2 separate regions of the Drosophila melanogaster genome follow, and region 1 is linked to region 2. A link is a contact called in public Hi-C data. All regions are on one chromosome and are shown on one strand. The core of a region is the stretch at or near the end of the contact, and the rest is flanking DNA. Distances in the headings are between cores, read along the strand shown.

Region 1 (6,467 bases), core at 2,371-4,870, 620 kb before region 2:
TCAGTTTTTTGTATTTATTCTCAACTGTATATCGTATGCACCCACACAACTAATGGGAGCAACTTGCTCTTTCCAGTTCGCACTGGCTTTTCTGTGTGACACATGAGAGCACCTGATGCTTTTGGCCTTATCTTATCCAAATATATATGATGTTTTCGTACTTCTCTGACATCCATTTTCCATTTATCTTGTATTTATTTGATACTCCAGACGCACAGTGCCTGCTAAAATTCGTTGCAGCAAGTTGAGAATATTAAAGTTGAAGATCATCTTGTGCCATCTGGTGCATCCCTGCATCCCGAATTTGTTCCTAACTCTTGCGACGACTCTTTCCGAATTCGGATTCAAACTTTATTTCTGATTGTGCTGGTTTTCTAACTTAAACGTGTTCCCAGATTAGAAATAGTTTATATCCTCGTTTCCACTGCACTGGCACTGAATGCTTATCTCGCCTAACTTTTTTACTATCTGCATAAAATTACACAACTAATGATGGGTAAACACAAAGGGGGGAATCGTATTTATAGACCGGTCGCCGCTATTTGAGTTATCATTATGATAGAATTTGCATAGAGTGGAGAGTGGATTTCTATTTTTTTTTTTTTTTTTTATATATTTTCGGCTATTGATAAGGTGGCAGGCGGTTGGGATTCGATGGGTGGAAAATTAACGGAGCCGAATTCAAGTGGCGGATTGATTCAAGTGCCTCCAACGCGTCACCGGTGGCCTTGGAGGAGGGGCTGCGATCTGGGCGCGGGATTAGGGGCGTGGCCGGAGTTAGGCGGTTTCGACCAGATAAAAAAAAAAAAAACTAAACATGACAATCAGTCATGTTTCCACTATCAATTGACTTTTGATTTCCGATACGAATCGGGAGCACTGTCAAATTCCATTTTCGTGCAAAAAGCGTAGGTTTGAACGAAGCTACTAGAATAATTCGTATTCGAATGTATTTAAACTTGATAAAGATATTGTGTCATAAATGATATGAAAACTATTGTCATCGGTCTTGAATCATACTAAAAAATTACTTAAAAAATTACTTAAAAAATGACATAAAAAATTCCATCTAGCGTCATACAACTTGAATCACTATCCTTTATATTTTACAATGCAAGCATTATGGGCATTTTCAAAGGTTCAAAGCTCAGCGATAAGTGAAGTTACCCATGAGAATTGAACAAGTTTTTTGCACTTAAGCATTTCGAACATACTTATTTACAGTTAGCAGAGTAAGTATATCTATCCCCTATCGAGATGATGTCGAACCGAAAACGTCAGCAGTTTCACTTAGTTGACATCGTATCCGAATTGGAGCTTATCGCACCAGCCACGGGACTTGTTCCCCCGGATGAGATCGACTCGAATCGAATCGGATCGGATCGGATCCATGTCTCTGGAATGGTGTGGAATCAGCGCAATTTATGCGGTTGCAAGTGACCGTGAAATGGTCATGTAGCTATGTACATACATGTATTGTTCGTACGGGTAGTATGTATGTACATAAGCCGGTCGGAGCGGCTTACTCCGCAATAAATAAGTGTGCTTAAGTAATTGCATTGACCGATGGCCCCATTGAGCAAATAAGTCAACAAAACACAGAACTACTCGACGAAATGCTGGCAATACAGTAGCACGTTTGGCGAAAGATGAACCATGGAATTATTTGCCTGTCCACGTTCCCGCATCACTTCAGGTTGTATTAATTGAGAAGAGCTTTTCATTTAGGTCTGGGTGGGGTTCAGCTCCATTTTTTTTTTTTAGAGTGCCATAGACCGGAACAGGAGTTCCAGTAACGACAGCTACGTTCTCAGCCTTATATGACCTCATCCAGCCATCAAATCCAATGCGTTATCCAACTGGCCATCCCAACTGGCATTTCATATGGGCAAGCCAACGTTTGGCTAGGCGACAGAAGGAGCAACAGGAGCCAGCTATCGACCAAATAACACGTGTCCTAACGACTCAAAGCCGACGATAGTCGAAGGTGGGGTAATAGTAGGTCGGGAAAGGTAGTACTTGTACTTAAGTACACATGTATGCGTATCATTGGGTTTAATTAAATGCGGAGCGTTCTATTTTTATGCAACAAATATCAATTTGCAATTGGTTGACAAACAGTCGAATAAAATGTAAACAAAAAAACATACATAGTGGTATATAGTATGGTAAATATTCGTTATAAATACGCTTATTTTTGAAGTGTACAAGATCAATGCTAGGGTTTGAGGAAGAGTTCATAAAATCAAAGGATCTAAAGGATACCCTTTATTTTTGATTAATATCATTTTTTGTTTACATCTACGCATGTTTTGCATGCCCAACAGATGGCGCTATCTTGCCAATCTATGCTCCCTATTCTTCTCTTTTTTCGTTCTTAGTGTCGCTTGTCACGCGACATTATGTACCCGACTCTATGTACCCTGTAATTATAGGGTATTTCAAGTTTAGCCTCAATCAGCTGTTTTTCTGATTGCTCTTTTTGCAATGGCATGGAAGCAGGAAAAGAAACCGCAAGAGAAGCGGAAAAAAAGTGAAGCAAATCAATAATATACAATATTTTTGTTTTTGCTCCAAGTCCAGGGTCATAGTTGACCTTCACATGGACGTTGTGATGGAGCGAGAGGGGTGGAAGAAGTGTGAAATTCACGTGGACATTCATCTATTTCTGGTAGAAGGGAGAGGGGTTGTAAAATTATGATTAACTGCGGGAGCAAAGACAATATGTGTAAAGACAGCCGCTATCTCGGTCGCTCTTTCGCCGCTCTATGTGCTCTTCTTTACACTCTCTTCCCTGCTCATTCATTTGCATTTCGTTTTTGGGTGTTTTTTTTTGTGATTTTTGGGACAAGCGGCCGGCGTTGTTGTTGTTTCTTTTTAAGTGTTTGTTTTTTTCCGTTAGCGGCGACAGACATTTTTAATAGCGAACACACACACACACACGAGCACTCCTAATTTGCGCATGTGTGTGTGTGGCGTGAAGAGGAAGAGCGAAGTTTCGGAAGTTTTTGTGCCATCTTCCTATTTCGCTGGCAATATTTACCTGTTGATTTAGTTTTCGCCTATTTGCCGTTCTCCGCTCGTTTTCCCGATATTCGCCGATAGCTAATTAGCAAACAATCGACGGCATTTATTTATGCTTGTAATTTCGCATTTGCCGCCGCGCACACAAGTACCACACACATGTACACACGCACTGCGCAAAAAAACAAGAACAAAAACCGTGTACGAACGCTAAACGCGAAGTTCGAAGCGAATTAATTTCAATTCCAGAACGAAAATTCAATGCGCGCAGAGTGAATTGCGATTGGTAACTAATAAAATAAACCCATGGTTCACTTCGCGTCCATTGCGGTTCGTTGGTTCCGATTCCGAAGTTTATGGGTGCAAAAATCACGAACTAGTTGCAGTTCGAGATTCGTGTGCGATGCATCGGGTAGTTATAACGTAGTTTGCTATTGAAACGAATTTGTTTGGCCAAGGGATCTTCTAAAAGAATGTACAATTAGGCTATGCACTTTTCCAACTGCTATTATTTTGTTAGACTTAATTTTAGTTCGTAATTTAATGACGTGTACACCCGGCTCATACAGAAACACTAACGCGTTCGGCAAAATACCAAAGAACTGGTTCTTCCCAGAATGGAAACATTTTTTTTTAGCGGTTTCTAGGAATTTCAATTTTTCAGATTTTACAGTTTATTTCCATAATTATTAAAAACTTCCTGCTTTATTTTGCCATTGCTCCAAACGTTTTATATGGAATGTATATTTTGTAAGGGAACTTTGTTTTCCATACTTCACCCATTTAAATCTTTAAAAAACTAAAAATTTTAACATTTTTTATCTACAGAGCCAATAAACATTTTACAGTGGGGGTTCCCCCCTCCATGACTCACATAATAATGCCTCCCAGCGAGAAAAATATAGGATGAACAAACTATTCGTATCGTATTTGTTATATATGTATGTATAAAATCAACATGGGTTCACATCTTTCGCTTGAGGTAAACGATTCTCATAACAGTTTTGGTAATTTAAATGGTTATTTACAGTAGTTGTATAAATATAATAATAGTTGTTATGTAAATATATAAAATCACTAGGGGGAAGTGTGAATTCGACCTCGGAAACTATAGGTTAAATATCCGTTTTTGTTTTTTTTTTTTTAACATATTTTTAGAATATTTAGTGTGTATGTGACATGTTATTTGTTATTTAATAATAAGCAAGCTTTTTTTAAATAATACTTTCTTAAATAAAAATTCGTCTTTTTCCAGGCAAATAAGTGATGTTTCAATTTGGTTCTAGTTTCGTTTAGAAGCAAATGGATCCTAAAAGAGATTTTTTATAAACAAATTACTTACGGAAAGCAACATGTTATATATTCAGCAATACCTTTACGAATAAGCAACTTTGGATTTACAAAAAAAAAAAGGCCTAACTCTAAAAACTATGCGAATTACAAAAAACAAAAAACAAAAAAAAAAAAAAACAAATTCCTATCGCCAAAACCAAATTTTGTATATACAGTTTCCGAGGCGAAAGTGGATTTCACTACATTTCTTCGCCAATTCCTATCCTGCCCTTCGATTTTCTTTGATCGGATGTTAGCTGGCACGGCTTTGAAGGCGGGAGCACCTGGGACAAGGATCGTTTTGGTTGCGACACCGACTCCTGACCTTCCAGCAGCCGTTGTGGAAGCAGGCACCGCACCGATCGCAGCGTTGGACTTTTCGCTGCCACGGATAGATGAGCTCACCGCCCTTGCAGTGCTCACAGACGAAGGCACGACCTGTACATAGCTGAAATATATGTAAGATATAAGATCAAATAACGATCAATGAATGGTGCTTTCAGCCATCCCATTTCGGACTACTAACCACACAGTTGTGGACGTGCTGTTCGCTCAGTGCGATCACCTCCTTGATGGAGCGATTCATGCTGGTATTTTGCACGTCAACGAAATCGCACATGGACCACATGTCCGGATCCTGGGTAATGTGCGCCGGAATGGCATTGAAGAATGACTGCTCCCTGCACAAGAGGAAGACATAAAAGAAGTGATTGCATAGAACGCTTTGTTTCTTTACTGTCCCACTTACCTCGTTGCAAATCGACAGTTGGCTATGAATCCCTTGACCGCCTGCAGTTGCAGCCTCCTCTTTCTCGCCTTCGCCAGTTCCTTGTGCTTGTACAGTTGGCTATTCAGATCTGGGACGTGGAACAGCGGAAAGGCGTACATCTGCTCGATTAGACGGTAGGCAAATGAGCAGACTGGATAGCAGCGAAAGTCCCAGGAGCGCAGAATCCTCGCGGGAATCGCAGAAATCTGATTGCGATGACAGCCGGTGCACAGGTATTTGCCCAGGTAAGTGCAGTAGCGAAAGTGCTGCTGCAGGTGCTTGGCCACCCGCATTCCACAGCCGGCACAGCGATGATTCTGCTTTTGCAGCACCTTGGATCGGCTCTCCGAGGGATGTTCGGTGAATATGATCTGCTGACGCGGCGGCGCCCAACTGGAGGTGCCTCTGGTCAGACTGGCCTGCTCATGATCCTGTTTCGGCGTGGGCAGCGGCAACAGTTGTTGCGGTGCCTCCTGCTCGGAGACCAGCCACTTGAGATGGCCCAAACGGGGTAGCTGCTGCTCACTGAAGCGGGATATTAGCTGGAGACCCACGGCCTCAGCACTGTGATTCTGCATGCCGCCGCCGGGAATCTGCTCTGCATAGGGCATCAAATTCGGCTCCGACAGATTATGGCTCGTCGGACCCGCTGGTGTCGCCAGTCTCCTGCTCCACTTGACGTGCTCTATGGCCGTAATGCAGGCCTCCGAAATCCTGAAGTGAGCGTTCTCCTTCTCCAGTTGTGTATTGTTGTGCGTTTGCCGGGACATTTGCAGGAAGGAGGCCAGCGATTGCTGGTCCATCTTATCGCTGCCGGGCGTAATGCTCACAGAACTGGACGCTGTTGTGGAAGTGGTACTGTCGCCGGCTGATCCTTGAATATCCCATGGTGCCGACGAGATGCAGGCTGTGGAGGATGCCGCCTCGTCCAGCATGCTGACGCCCTCGAAGAGGGTGTGCTGCTTCTTTAGCTTTCGACCGTTCACGGGCAGGAAGGTGTCCAACATACCACCATCTCCCGAGGCATTCAGATCGTCGCCGACGCCGCGATGAAACCAACTGGTATAGAGAGGCGGCGAGCCGAAGAAGCTGCCCAGATAGCCGCCCACTGACGTGGACGCTTTGGATGCCTGTTGCAACTTTTCGTGCACCTCCTCTGGCACTTCCTGGGGCGTTTGGTCGGTCCAGATCTTTATGTCATCACAGTTGATCAGCTGAATGCGTCTGGGACTGTCGTGGGACGAACAAGAACTGGTAGATGGGGCATCCAAGTGATCCTCCCTCAGCTTGTGGCTTCTGGAGCTGCTGAATGTTTGGCAACGCCGTCTGAAGGCTGCTCTAT
Region 2 (6,605 bases), core at 2,234-4,733:
TTTTTTTTTTTTTTTTTTCGAAAGTCAAGCGGCAGTGCTGCCTGCAAAAGCGCTGACAAATAGGATATGACTATTGCAGAGTTTCTGGAAAGTAGCATCACTTAAAAATAAACTTAATTTGATTCGCTATTTGAATCATAAGCACATTGTCATGACTAGAGGGGCTATTGTACGCTACAATAGACAAATCATAATTTTAACAAGTCAAATACGCTGTATAATATAATATATAAATACAATAATTTAATAGGCCTTAAAGAAATGCACCATCAACTGACGGCATCTGGCATCATCTTCAATCAGCAAAATTTGTAGAACTATTTCCAATTCATGGTTTTCCTTCACATTTATGTAGGTCATACTCACTTTTTGGGAATGGTCGAGACATAGGGCATGAGCACCTTGTCCACAAACGAACCGAAACCAAGATGGAAATTGTTGGTGATGCGTTTCATGGTCTCGGACAACTTGTCGCCCAGCGTAGACAATTTGGCCTTGTCGTCCTCCATAGATTTGGAGAGATCCATCAAGTAGTAGAGATCCACCGGATATCCCTCCGCCTGGGAATAGCTAATCTTGATGTTGTGTTTCTCATCTAAGGTGTATTGATAAGCAAGTAAGGGATTAGTTTGTAGGTCACATGGATGATGCAATCGTTTGCTACTCACTGACGCGCAATGCGAGTCGCATGGACTGCGGTTGGATTTGGACAATTTCGCCGGCAGAGTACTCTTCGTATCCGCTGGCGGAACTGGATCCCGAGGAGCTCTGCGAGTAGAAGCTCGACGAGCTCGAACTCGACGAGTAGGAGCTTGAGCTGCTGCCGGACATGGCGGAGCCGCCGCCACCAGCCGCCAGTTCAGCTTTGTATTGATTCGTTAGTTTGTTGTTCACTAGAATCTGCTCAACTGTTATCGGACTGTAGGCGAACTCCTCCGGACACAGTGAGCTGGTGTTTTGGTAGCACCGCGACTGGCCCTTAAAGTCCGGCTGCATGCACCAGGCGCAACCCTCTGTCTGGATGCAGGTGTGACACTTTTCCTTCGATGCACATGTGCTCACTGCCGTCAGTTTGGCCGCCTTCTGGGCATCCGTTTGTCCAGCGATGGCGGCCAGTATTGCGATCATGAGGAGGGCCAGCTGGCACCTCCGGTTTCTCTCGAGGATCATGGCTTTGGCGGTTAGCGGTTGGTGCAGGTTGTGGATGATTCGGGATGCAGGAGGATCGGATATCCTTGGATGTGCCAGGTGCTGTGTGTGCTCTGTCTCTGTCGCTTCTGTGCGCCGGCTGCAATGGTAAGTGAATTAAAATTGTTGGATTTAGCACTAGATGTTAAGTAAGGGGCAGAAATTATTATAAAAGCCATTCCTGGTTCACTTATATTTCTAATGCTACATATTTTATATTATTTTTTTTTATATGCCTTAATCTTTCATTTATTTTTAAGACACAATTTGATTTCTTCGATTTCGCTGCAATTTTTACGAACGCCGGTGTACGTAAAAGTCCAGCTGCTGACTGCACTGCTTGTCGAGCACTGCTTTCTCCGCGTGCCCTGCTTTTTTCTTTATTGCAACAACAAACAACAGCAAATGGCCGCACATCTGTCCCCTTTTTTTGTTGTTTCTTTCGCTCTACCTTAATGTTTAATTTTATTTTCTCATCAACTTGGCCAGATGACTCATCTCACAAACACACACACACACCAAGCGATTGATGTACGAACTTGTGTGTGGGTGTGCGTGCCTGCGTGCTTTTGTTGTTTTTTTTTGTTGGCCTCCGAAAAGAAAAGGAAAAAAGCGGAAGGAAGAGAGCTTTCGATAAACGTCAAATGCAATGCGAATTACTCATTCGAGCACGTTCCGTTAGCACGCTCTCTCGCTCTCTTGGCTCCTGGCAAAATGTAAACAAAGGCCGAACGAACAATGAGTGGTCATTGAGTCAGCTTCGCTGGGTTTCCTTTCCGCCTAAAGCCACATGAATCACTCACTCCAAGCCACTCAAGACTCAAATCAAAATTCCATATGCACGGAACGGAAAAAAAAGGGCTGCAGATTACGTATACGTATGGGTGTTGTGTTGGTCGGCTATTTTTAAACGCCCACGCACACACAACACAACGAACACTAACACACCACAGAGCTTGATTTGCAGCAGATCGTGTGCCGAAAGGAAAACAAACTAAAAACGACTAAGCCCATGTTTATATACCCTTGGATTGAATAATTTCATTCGATTATCATTTATACACCCAGTCACAGCATATCAAAGTTATGAGTTGTGCACTTAGTAGTAGTTTTAATCAGTTTTTTAGCTAGCAAATTCGTAATACTATAAACCGCCTGAGTAAACAGCATCTGCAGCGCATAGTTTCAACCACGGATGGACGCCCACAGCCATTGGGCCAAAAACGAGGCACATCTGGGCCGCCCACATGTGGGCGTACTGGTTAAACCAGCGGCGCGCAGAGGATTTCATTTTTTTTATTGTTTTTTTTTTGATAGCTTTGGTAAAATTGGTTTTTACTTCCAGTTACAGTTGGTTTCAAATTCGGTTGGCTGTTTATAAAGTGGACAATTACCCCGAAAATCTGGGCAATCCCCTGACAAACACAAATTCCTGCTGCTGCCACTGAGCTCTTGATTTTTGTACGCTCTTTTCGCTTCTGCCTACGTACTCTACTCGATTTTTAGTTCGAGTGCAAGATCTCCGGGGTGGGGAAGTTGCACTGAAAAGGGAGGGGGCGTAATCAGCAATTGGCGTCGCGAAGTCGCCGATATGCACACTCAAAGAAATAAATAAATATGATGAATAATAATAACAAAAAAAATGAAACGAGTGAATGTATCGTGAGGATTCATTATTTTTTTTAGCTCAACAAACAACCCACACACAGATACGGCGTTCGGTGTGTGCGTGCCTGTGTGTCGTCACTGCGAATGAAATCATCGAAAAAAGAGGAGATAAAAGTAGCGCTTCGATATTGCTTCCTCTTTTTTTGGGCAAATGCAGCCCGGAATCCATTGATTTCTTACGTAATACCCACTATTTCACCCGCTATCTGATTAATCGCAGCACTTTGGCTTAACTTTCGCTGCGTTTTCGCTGATAATTCGCGATATTAATTTCCATCAGGGCGGCACTTTTCTTATTTTGATTTGCCTTCTCGCACACTTGTGGAGTTCCCACTCACACGCACACACTCGCACACTAAACACTAGCACTGTGCACACACGCAGTTATTACAATTACTTGCCACCGTTATTCGCTAGATCAGCGAATTTAACTCTTATCGGGTGACACGAAAAACCAAAAAAAAAAATACAATTCGACTGCAGAAGCAGCAGCTGAAGGCCGCCAATTGGTGTCGGGAATTGGATTTGGATTAAATTAATATTTACTGCTTTGCTTTGTCCGCGGATCTGGTCTGTTGTTCAGTGTTACCAGATGGTGTCAGCAGGGGGTGGAACAACAGTCAATGTTCTTTCGATATTTGCCATCCGATGTTCGCCAGTGTTGTTAAATAGCTCTGGTCACACCGAGCCTAGGAACAGTGTTGCACAGTTTTGGAGGACTGTGTCTCCGCTAAAAGAGACATTTGTGCTCGCAAACACAATCCGATAAGTAATCGAGAAACACGTAAAGGAACTCTGGTTATCGGAGTCACTTATTGCACGATAGTTTCAGACAAAAACGCCTGCTTATATCGATGACAGCCTTGTTTTTGTTGCGCTTACGTTACGAAATTAATGTAAAGTAGCCGACGAATCTACGTTCTACCAGTATAAATGGATTAAAACTAACAACAGCATAAGTGTAAACTGCTGGTGAATTTCCCAAATAGCCATATGAAAAAGCTAAAAGTACGTGCAAATGGTTGAGAAAAGGAGAGAACGAAAGCCACTATGAGTTTGCGAGAGTATGTGTGACTACTTTGCTCTCTGGCTCTCTCTATCACACACACTCGCACAGAACGCTCTTCTCACATGCTCTCTCTCGGCCGGTAGCTCTAGCTGTCCCGCTCTCGATTTATCAATAAAAGCAGTGCGTTAGAGCGGCATAGCCGCATGTACCAAGCGCGTGCGCCTCGTGCCCGTCGGCTGTCCATGTGTGCGTGTGTATTCGCATTTTCAGTAATTTCGAAAAAAAATTTTGTATATTTGATGGCGACTCAGAAGAAACTCGCGCGTTTGTCGAAAAATCGTAGCGCGTACGTATATATCGGTGTGTAGAAATTACTAAAAATTGTGGTAAAAAATGGCAAAAATTATATAAATTTGTGTTCGAAGTGGAGTGCTAATTGCGGGGGATCAGATGCGAATGGAAAAATGTTGAAATTTATAAGATTTTAGCGCCAAAAAATGCATTTGAAAAATGTGAGACTTCAATGGACATGACAAATTTTTTTTTTCATTTTTTTCGGTGGTGGAACAAAAGCGAACGAAAGAGGAGCAAGAAGCAGAAACGTTCGTCAGTGTGTGTGCGTGTGTGTGTCGAGTGAGGGGGCATGAGCATGAACGTGTGTAGTCACCAAGTGAATAATATTAACAAATAAAAGAAGAAAAAACGAAAAAAGAGGAATACACACGCAGAAGCGCGCGAAAAGTTTCACTCGAAATGAGAAAAAACAAAAGCAAAATATACTAGCGCTAGTTGATTTTCGCTAGCAAAAAGAAACCGACGTGCACATTGAAAATCTATAATTTTGTCGATTTTGTTATTGTATTTTTTGATTTTGCGGTTTTGCGGCGCCGTCGGTAACGTTAGCATACCGTTACGTGGCCTACGTAGCGTGGTGACGTACAGAAGACGCTTACGTTGTGGGTTACGTTACATTTGTCGCTGGGGATTTTACTCTTTCTCCCTCTCTTTACGCCACACTCATTCTCTGGCGCGCGCAAATCCAAAAATCTCGAGAAAAAAAATAGTGCCCGATGTGACCAATATTTTTTGTTTTTATTTTTACAGTTGCAACTTTTTAACAATCGTGTACAATCTGTATGTTGTATATGTTCAATTCAAAATTCAGCAACAATAGCAACAACGCAATTCAGCAACAACAACAAACAAAACCGACAAGCTAAACTTGGCTAAGACAAAATCAACATCCAGCGGCAGCGCGGCCATAAACAAAGCCAAAATCAAAAGTCATTCGGATATATACATATATTCGCCCATAATAGCGAATAAACAGTAACAGAACGAGTGGATTTAACGAAACAACAAAAAGAAAAGAAGAACGATAAAATCCAAAGGAAAAGTAAGTTTAAAAAGTGCAGCGCACGTGGCGTTTACCCCCGCCTCCTCCACCACTAGCCGCCCACCTTCGCACAGTGGAAAACGACACAAGAGCGCGCCTCTTCGGTTTGCCCCAAGGACACTTTGCATTTTCTGCTAGTTTTCGAGTATTTGCTTAGGGGTCAGCAACCCGGCAAAATGGAGGGAAATTTCGACACGACAGCTGCTTTTCCCCGGATTTATTCAACTGCCGCAACAACCCTTTTTTCCCCGTGGCCTGGGAAAACGATGCATTCCATGTTTATTTACAATTTAACTGTGCAATAACTGAGATACCAAATGTTCCCAGGGTGATTTCGAATTAATCTGCTACTTCTACTGATCCTAGATTTCTTTTAACTCGAATGCAACATCATATCGTTTTTGAAAGCAAAGCAGTCCAAATGATTATTATAAAAATAAATAAACTAATCTAGTTTACTATTTACATTCCCAAAGATGTGATTTGTTGGAAAGATTTGTTCGTTTCACTTTTATATTTTGAGAGATTTTCCTTTATACTGTGAATATTATTCATATATATTATTCACTATAAATAAATAGTATCTGTGCATCCCACAGATTTCCTATATTTTATCATAATATTCAATGGCAAATGACTTCGCGCCCTCTCCCAATTTCCATTTCTCTCTTTCTATAAATCGCATATATCTGCATATGTACTTTTTACCGGCATTTAGGATTTTCGTTTATTCGCTCTCGTTTGTGTTCAATTGTTGTTGCTGCTGCACTTTGCTGGTTGGCGCGTAAATAGGCAAACGCAATTTGTTTGTTTACTTGTCGGGCGCTAAATTGAAGATATGTTTATCGTAAATAAGCGCAAAATTTCGATTGCGGTGCGGCGGCTCTCTCACTCTCTCTCTCCCTAGCTGTGAATTCAAATTCATTGATGCTTTTTTGGTGCTTTGCTCTTCGTTTTTTGCTGCTTCTTCTGATGCCTCTGCTTCTTCTTCGGCTTCTGCATTTGCTGCATGTTGCCATGTAAACCGGCTTTAAATTCGTGCCACTATTAGCACGATTTATTAACCTAGAGGCAGCTCCCCTTTCCCACCCCCTTCCATCCCATGACTCTTTATCAGACCCGCTCCCTCTTTCTCGCTCGCTCGCTCTTTTTGCAGATACACAACGATGGCACTAAAACCTACAACAACAAATGCTCTCCTCGTCCGAATGCCACTTCACACACACACACTCGAACGCAAACACACATGGACGGCGACATGCCGCCATATTTGCATTTGGCTACGTATTACGTAGCCCCCTACTGTTGTCTCGCTCTACCGCACGCCTGAGCAGCTGCAACTTT

The links. A called contact is a pair of places that touch in the nucleus more often than the background predicts.
Region 1: a Hi-C map of the Kc167 cell line shows a contact between it and region 2, with 2.1 times the contacts expected there. The contact joins the promoter of CAH3 here to the promoter of mys in region 2. A contact is called at or near these places in 3 of 107 Hi-C or Micro-C datasets (the Kc167 cell line, the S2 cell line and embryo).

The regions. Positions count from the first base shown.
Region 1 is chrX:8,678,405-8,684,871 of dm6, reverse strand. It overlaps CAH3 (Carbonic anhydrase 3), which reads right to left and starts at 3,620. Exons shown (of 5, transcript NM_001298094.1): 1 at 3,044-3,620. Rubicon (rubicon,) reads right to left here. Exons shown (of 4, transcript NM_001272419.2): 2 at 5,105-6,467; 3 at 4,883-5,036; 4 at 3,960-4,804. The coding sequence ends at 4,610.
Region 2 is chrX:8,058,523-8,065,127 of dm6, reverse strand. mys (myospheroid) reads right to left here and starts at 3,483. Exons shown (of 7, transcript NM_080054.3): 1 at 3,403-3,483; 2 at 669-1,288; 3 at 367-595. The coding sequence starts at 1,170. It also overlaps a transcript of fs(1)h not described here.